Regions from separate parts of the Mus musculus genome. Here region 1 is linked to region 2. Evidence: chromatin contacts called from public promoter capture Hi-C data. All regions are on one chromosome and are shown on one strand. Each heading gives the region's core, a stretch centred on a gene start, on an enhancer-like site or on the middle of the called end of the contact. The rest is flanking DNA. Distances are from core to core; before and after follow the strand shown. Region 1 overlaps Wasf1 (WAS protein family, member 1). Region 2 holds the start of Mettl24 (methyltransferase like 24).

Region 1 (3,347 bases), core at 393-2,892, 240 kb after region 2:
TTCCACTTATATATTGATCAACTGTCGATCATCTGATCACCACCTACTTAGATATTAGAAAAACAAGTTGAATAGGACAAGATTTTTAGTTCTCTCAAACTTTTCATTTAAGTCCAGTACAATAGAATATACGTAGTAGAATTCTGTGAAATGTAAATATGAGTCAAAGTTAAAGACAGGAAAAGTAGGTGGGTACGTCTTCCTGAGGAGTTGGGTGAGGATTCAGAGGAGAGATGCTGGGTATAGGCTCAGCAGTTACTCTTCCCTGTGAGGAGAAAGAGGAAAGGCATTCTAGACAGAGCGTGTGAAGACAGGATGAGAGTAAGGTAGGGATACAGTGAGAGGGGAGTCCGGGAGCAGGAGAGTTGGGGCTCAGCCCTGAGTGCGTGCGAACACACACACACACACACACACACACACACACACACGCTTTAAAAAGGAAATCACGGGGGTGAAGAGATGGCTCAGTCAGTGAAGGACTTACAGGACCCACACGCAGCTCCCTGTCCCCTGCACATAAAGTCAGTCAAATAGTGAACACCAGTGATCCCAGTGCTGAGGGGCTGGACCACTGGCTAGTCTTGATCTGAAAGCTCTGTTTGGAGAGAGACCCTGTCTCAAAAAATAAGGTAGAGGGTGATTAAGGAGACACTCAATTTCTACCTCTACCCACCCCCACCCCCAGATACACATACACACACACACACACACACACACCATTAAGACTACAGAAAATGATCTTAATCTGTGGGAGAAATTGTACCGTTTCATTATAATGTTTTAGTGTTCGTTGGGATTTTTGTTTTGTTTTCTCCAAAGCAAGAAGGCAAGATGACTCAGCAGGTAAAAGTGCTTTGTCACAAGCCTGAAGCCCTGGGTTTGATCCCTGCAGCCCTTGCTGGGAAGAGAGAACTGACTGAGAGGTTGTTCTCCTCTGTCCACAAGTTCATGTCTGCACCCATACACATCATAACACACAGTTAAAAACAACCAAAAAGCATTAAGAAACTCTTTTGCTGTTTTAAAGTGTACAGGGACATTTTTTCAAAGTAAAATTTACTGGGTAAATGTTACCGGCAAGAAGAATTGTGTTTTATTTCTCACTGAAGAGCTCACTGAGAGCATTTTGAACAGTGTTTGCCTTGTACAGCTGACAATAGTGCACATAGCAGCATGAGCGTCTTTCCTGCCTTGGCAGACTTCTGCGCAGCTCCTTCCCACTGCATCTGAATCAGCCTCCGACCTATTGCCTTTTCCCTAAGTGCGGCATTACAGCGCTAGGGTTCCCTGAGTGTGAAATTCTTCTTCCAGCATTTACTTTGTACAGAGCATACTCCCTTTTGTAACAAGTACACTCCTCATTTGTGACCATATGCTGACCTTTCCTAAGTTCTTCCCATTGTGTAGCTAGTCTCTCAAGCAGTGACAGTAGTGACATTTCCAGTCATCTGTCTGTTCTCTTACTCCCCTCGGATTATAACTGAATTTCGTTTTCAGCGTTGTCTTCTTTCATTGTCCTGTCAGCTCCCCTTCCAGCTACCCATTTTGTAAAATGTTGTGTGGCTTTAGGATGAGAGGCAAGAAGGCATGACAGTTAAAAGCTTTGCTGCCTGTGGCTGAGTAACACATACAGTGCAGTGAGCTACATGGCATCCATGGCACACTGGCCACAGCATGCATCTCATAGCAGCAAAGATTCATGTCCCAGACTGCTAGTCGTGACGCTGGAGTTTATACGCTTATAGTTACTATTCTGTGGTCAGTGAAATTTGAACCACAGTGGTGAGAGGCTTGTGTTTGACTAACCATTGCTTGCTGAATCACCCAAATGAGGACAGGCTGAGATGCAAAGCAGCAGAACTTATTGATAATTAAACATTTGGTAGATTTGATGAGATTTAGGGTGTTCCTCTGGGGCACAGCTGGTATATGTAGAAATATAAACGTGATGTTTCTTCCCCAGCCGTTTCAGATTTCCCTCTTACACCAGCTACATAGTACACATCTCTACAATGGTAAATGTCAATGGTGTGGATTCCTCACAGGCCAATTAGTGCTGAAAGTAAGCTTAAAAGAATGGTGTAGTTGGAATAATTGCAAAGAAATGATTAACAAGTGAGTTTGGCTTCTTGTTAGTCCTGCTTTGTCTTCATACAGTATGTACCTTCATTCTTCCATGTGCCATTCTCTGACTGATGGCAGTTTCTCTTTCTGTTTCTCACAGGTGAGCTGGTTCAGTGGCTGAGCTCAAGATGCCGTTGGTGAAAAGAAACATCGACCCTCGGCACTTGTGCCACACAGCACTGCCCAGGGGCATTAAGAACGAACTGGAATGTGTAACCAACATTTCCCTGGCAAATATAATTAGACAACTGAGTAGCCTAAGTAAGAATTTATATCACTTTAAATATTGCAGACCAGAATTTGCTTTGGAGTTATTATGTTTAAAAATGTACTTGTTATTAATTTAAGAGGGATGTTTCATCTAAGGATTATAACATTATTATGAAAATTTAGTCACTAAGTAACATCAGTGAGTTACAACAGTAATTTCTTCCTATTAAGGAAATAACAGAACCTCTCTAAACAGTATCACACAGTGGTTAGAAGTAGTAAAACTGTTGTGAAAATGTGATTTGACCTGCAGAGGATAGAGCCAGAGTTATATGATGCTTGGTTGTTACCTTGGTTTTCTATTTTTGTATGATTTAACTATTTGTATTTGGGAACTTTAAGTTCTCTTTAAAAATATATCTTATTACTACCAGGAAAAAGCTTCACACTATCAAAGGTGTATAGAGCAAGGTATGCGCACACTAGTGGGGGGATTAACAAGTGAGTCTGTGTGATATCAGAGTGTGGGACCAAGTGTCTAGAATACACCGTAACGTAAAAACGGCAAGAGAATGCAGCTTCTGTCAGGCAAGATTGGCTAGAGAGAAGGCATTAGGAGGCCTATTGAGATAGTCGCCATGGTACATAAGTTCAAATCCCCAGCACCCACATAAAAAGCTGGGTATATCTGCATGTGCCTCTAAGTCTAGTATTGGGGATCAAAGATAGCAGATCCCAGTGGCTTACTGGCCAGGCCCCTTAGCTGAAACAGTGAGGTTCCAGTTCAGTGAGAGACTCTGTCTCACATGCACACGTGCACACACACACACCCATACACTCACACACGTGGTACACAGTGGTGGGCACATAGAGAAGGAAGCATGTAGTAACACATCCTTGAGAGGTAACAGGATGCACTTTGTTAAGGAATTACACAAATTATTTTCTGTTGTTATTAACTTTAAAAAAAATACATCCAGTGTGTCTTTTAATGGAACGAATGAGCTTTTTAT
Region 2 (3,695 bases), core at 814-3,313:
CCCTCACTGGATCTGAGCTACCACCTAAGGGTGTCACCCACAGTCTGGGCCGGCTGATTCACATCAGTGGAGACAATCGGGAAAGTTCTTCAGGTGAGGCTTTCCACTGAAGTGACATTAAATCCAACCATAATACAAAGTATATGCTAATTATATGTAACAGCGGGCTTCATAATGGAGATTTTATGTACAAATATAACCTATTTTTACCATATCAGTTGGGAATTCCTAAGCCAAGAGAAGATATTTATAAATCCTAAGTCAATGGTAAGATGTCTATAGATCACTTTGTCTTATATTTGCCCATCTTTTAAAAAATGCATACTTTTTGTGACAATATTCATAATTTTGTTATTGGTAAATTATTATTATTTAGGTACTAAATACAACATAGTTATGCAATATATGTAACCCTAAATATTGGTCTATTTTCCCACAGGAAAACAGAAGCTCAGAAAAGATACATATTTTGTTTAGTGTCTCATATCACTCAATGAGAGGGTCGTGAATCAAACACAGTTCAAGTAAATAACTGCAGGATTTGAGGCTGTCTCTCTCAGCTTGTGTGAATGAAAGTTTATAATCTTAATAAAGACTTTTAGCTGCAATTTCCCTGGAGGTGGGCAAGTAGATATCTGTCTGTCTGTCTGTCTGTCTATTCCCATCACGTGTGTATACTTTCAAGCATAATAAAACCTCCAAGCCCCTGAGGACCGGTGATGGCCAGGGAATGCACTGGATTAGGCTGATAAGTTCTGTGACTGTGGGGAAACAGGTTTAATGCTCTCTGACAAAGAATAATTCTGCCAAAAAGGAATGGGAATCTCAGAGAGCAGAGCTCCCTATGGAAAATCCCAACATTCAAATGAGGAGGTGGCCAGACTTCATTCTAGATCTCTGTTGTCCGTGTCGCAGGCTAGGGAGAGAGACAACCTACATAGAAGCATGGAAAATATATCCATATGTGTGTGTATGTGTGTGTGATGTGTATGTGTGCTTGTGTGTGTGTGTAATGTGCATGTATGTATGCTTGTGTGTGTGTGTGTGTGTGTGTATGTGTGCGTGTGTGTATGTGTGTGTGCGTGCATGTGTGTGTTGGGGGTGGGTATCTGGCCATGGTTTAAAAAAAACAAAAGAATCCCAAAGAACCTGAATGTAAATCTAGAAATCAATGTCACCCTAAACAGGTGGAGGGAAAGAATCCTAACAAAAGTGGGATACCAACCCCATTTGTGAGTCCAAACTATGAGCATCTAGATTTCTTTAATTAAGGTCAAGGTGACAATGGCAATCCCGGCTAGGGAGCGTTTTGCCCAGAGATAAATATGTCCCTCTGCATTTCTGCCAGGCAGCAGGGAGGTGTGTGTTTGGAGCTAAATTAATTTGATTTCCAGCACTCCATGGTAACTTCTGTTCCCTCTTTCCCGCTGTCAGATGTCTTCGCTGGCTGTCTCCCTTCCCTTCACCCCCACACATTTCATAACACCGAGGGAGAAAGCATGGGCTGGCTTCGGGCAGAATTTAGAAACTGAATAACTAATTTGATTCTTCTGCACGGAGTGCTATTCTCTCCTCTGTACGGAGTGCTATTCTCTCTCTCTCTCTCTCTCTCTCTCTCTCTCTCTCTCTCTCTCTCTCTCTCTCTCTCTCTCTCTCCCCTTGAGGGAGAGAAGTTGTAAACCTGAGCATAAGTATGATTATTTTTATATCATGCTTAGTGGCAAAAACTGCTTGACAACTTTTTCTTTGGGGCCAAACCTGGCGGCTCACCTCTCCTCTTTCCTTGTGTCTAATACTAACACCAACAAATGAAGTCAAAGCTCAGGCGCCCCGGAGGAACGTGCTCTATTCTGACTCTGGCTCTCCCCACTAGCCAGACTTTACAGGCTGGTCACACCTAAGGACACCCAGCCCTGTTATGGCAGCCTGGGTGCACGCCTAGCCCACCGCCCCTCGCTCTTCCTGCTGCGGCTGGGCAGGATAAGGTTACGCCGGGGCCTCCCCGGTCGCAGGGAAGAAGGCGGGCCGCTGGGGAGTTGCCACAGTTGTCAGCCCGGTCCGTTGGGAACGCTTCTCTGCAGGCGGCTGGGAGCTGAGGGTGGGACCCAGAGCACAGCCGGAGGTCGAGGTCCCCGCCATGGCCACTGTCAAGCCTCCCGGGCGTGGTTGTGGAGCCCTGCCCCGGTGGCTGCTCGGTGCCGCGCTGCTTCTGGGCCTACGGCTTTGCATGGAGTTGCGCCACGCGGGCTCGGGACCCCCGGGCCGCGGCGATTCCCCAGGGCCACCCCGGACACACCTACTGTCGGCGCCCGGCTCCCCACGCGGAGCCAGAAGGAGGCAGGTGACCTACGTGCGCAGTGGGCGCCGAGTGCTGCCCCGGGGTGGCGGGAGCACGACGTCCCCAGAGCCGAGCTGCTGTGCCCAGGGCGGGCTTCTCCGCAGGAAGGTCAGTTGCAAACCATGCAGACATGGACCTTGGAGTTGAGCCTGCACCCAGATGGCGCTAGGGAGCCTTCTGCTCAGGCCACTGGGACCTCAAGACTCTTCTATTTCCTTCTAGCTGAGCTCTCCCTGGAACTTTCTGTAGTCTCACTCAGTATCCCTATAGAATGAAGTGGAATTGAGCAGGGATCATGCAAATTCAACTAACGTTTGCTGAGCGCCTACTGTGGCAGACCTCCTTCTAGGAAAGGAGCACCAAGCAACCACACCCATTTCAGCAAGGGAGGGGGCGCTGAAAGGGAAGGAGGCATGGCTTGCCATTGTGTTTTCCCCACCCAGGCCTGGACAAAACCGGATGGGTAGACACTATGAAAGGCTCATCCAGGTGATGGTCAAGATCTGCCTTCCAGTAGCATCCAGACACCGCCCCCTTCACCCACTCCGACCCCAGAGTCCCTACCCAGCAGTGGGAACTGGCACCGGGTGAGAAGCCAAACCCATAGCACCACTTAGTGGGAAATAATCGGATGCTCCAGGGCCAGATCCTTGCCTTGTTAACTTCCCGCACTTCATTGAGTAGGTCAGTTTAAACCTCTGGTTGTTGAAGCCTCACCTTACACCTTCTTTTGGGAGCTCTGTGGTACCTAGGACTGAAAAGATTAGGAATTGGATATATGAGCTTGCCACATCCTTACACCTGCCACTCTTGCTTCCAACTGCGGTGCCATCCTCCGAAGCAAGGCTGGCTGTGCTGCCTGGAGTCGGGTTTTTCTTGATGGCATCTGAGCACCCAGCCCCCACCTGCGAGCTGGCCCCTGCATTTACCAGCCTGCTCTTCCTTTGGCTCCTCTACTCTAACACCCCCACTACTTTCAGTGATTTTCTTCCCCCACTTTTATATGCCCTGCGCTCAGTCTTCCCACATGGCATTGCTTAACAGGCAATTCTCTTATGTTCTGGGACGCACACAGCTCTTTTTTCTGTCTCCGAAATGCACCTCCTATATAAAGACTTAGCTAGTTACTCTAAAAGAGACACCTCCTTCTCACTGTGTCCATGCAGTTCCCATGATGCTGTGCTAAGCTTTCAAAACCCTTGCCAAGGGCTTCCACTGGATGCTGGGTCAAGTGCTGCCAGCACAAACTGAATTCAAAGTGTCTGGGGCTCAGGAAAGTCATACAATTTGATTCAGGCCTTGAACCTATGAAGAAAGATCAAAAAGTGAACAAAGGAGACATTTGAACTGAGATTTG

What was found. Promoter capture Hi-C pulls out the DNA fragments that hold promoters and counts their contacts.
Region 1: a contact with region 2 is called in a promoter capture Hi-C map of epiblast stem cells, with 3 times the contacts expected there. The contact joins the enhancer-like site here to the promoter of Mettl24 in region 2. A contact is called at or near these places in 10 of 39 promoter capture datasets (the HPC-7 cell line, HPC-7-derived erythroid cells, the SN4741 cell line and 6 more), 2 of 484 Hi-C or Micro-C datasets (cerebral cortex and nephron progenitors) and 2 of 9 other capture datasets (adipose tissue and macrophages).

The regions. Positions count from the first base shown.
Region 1 is chr10:40,918,024-40,921,370 of GRCm38.p6, forward strand. It overlaps Wasf1 (WAS protein family, member 1), which reads left to right. Exons shown (of 9, transcript NM_001379453.1): 2 at 2,225-2,385. The coding sequence starts at 2,253. Among named protein-coding and RNA genes, the nearest start is that of Wasf1, 36 kb to the left of the region's middle. Within about 2 kb of position 1,643, at least 38 of the 459 cell types and tissues checked have an H3K27ac peak or open chromatin away from gene starts, as enhancers often do. A contact at or near this core is called in cerebral cortex and epiblast stem cells, where this site is marked.
Region 2 is chr10:40,681,219-40,684,913 of GRCm38.p6, forward strand. It overlaps Mettl24 (methyltransferase like 24), which reads left to right and starts at 2,064. Exons shown (of 5, transcript NM_177793.3): 1 at 2,064-2,446. The coding sequence starts at 2,138. It also overlaps a transcript of Ddo not described here.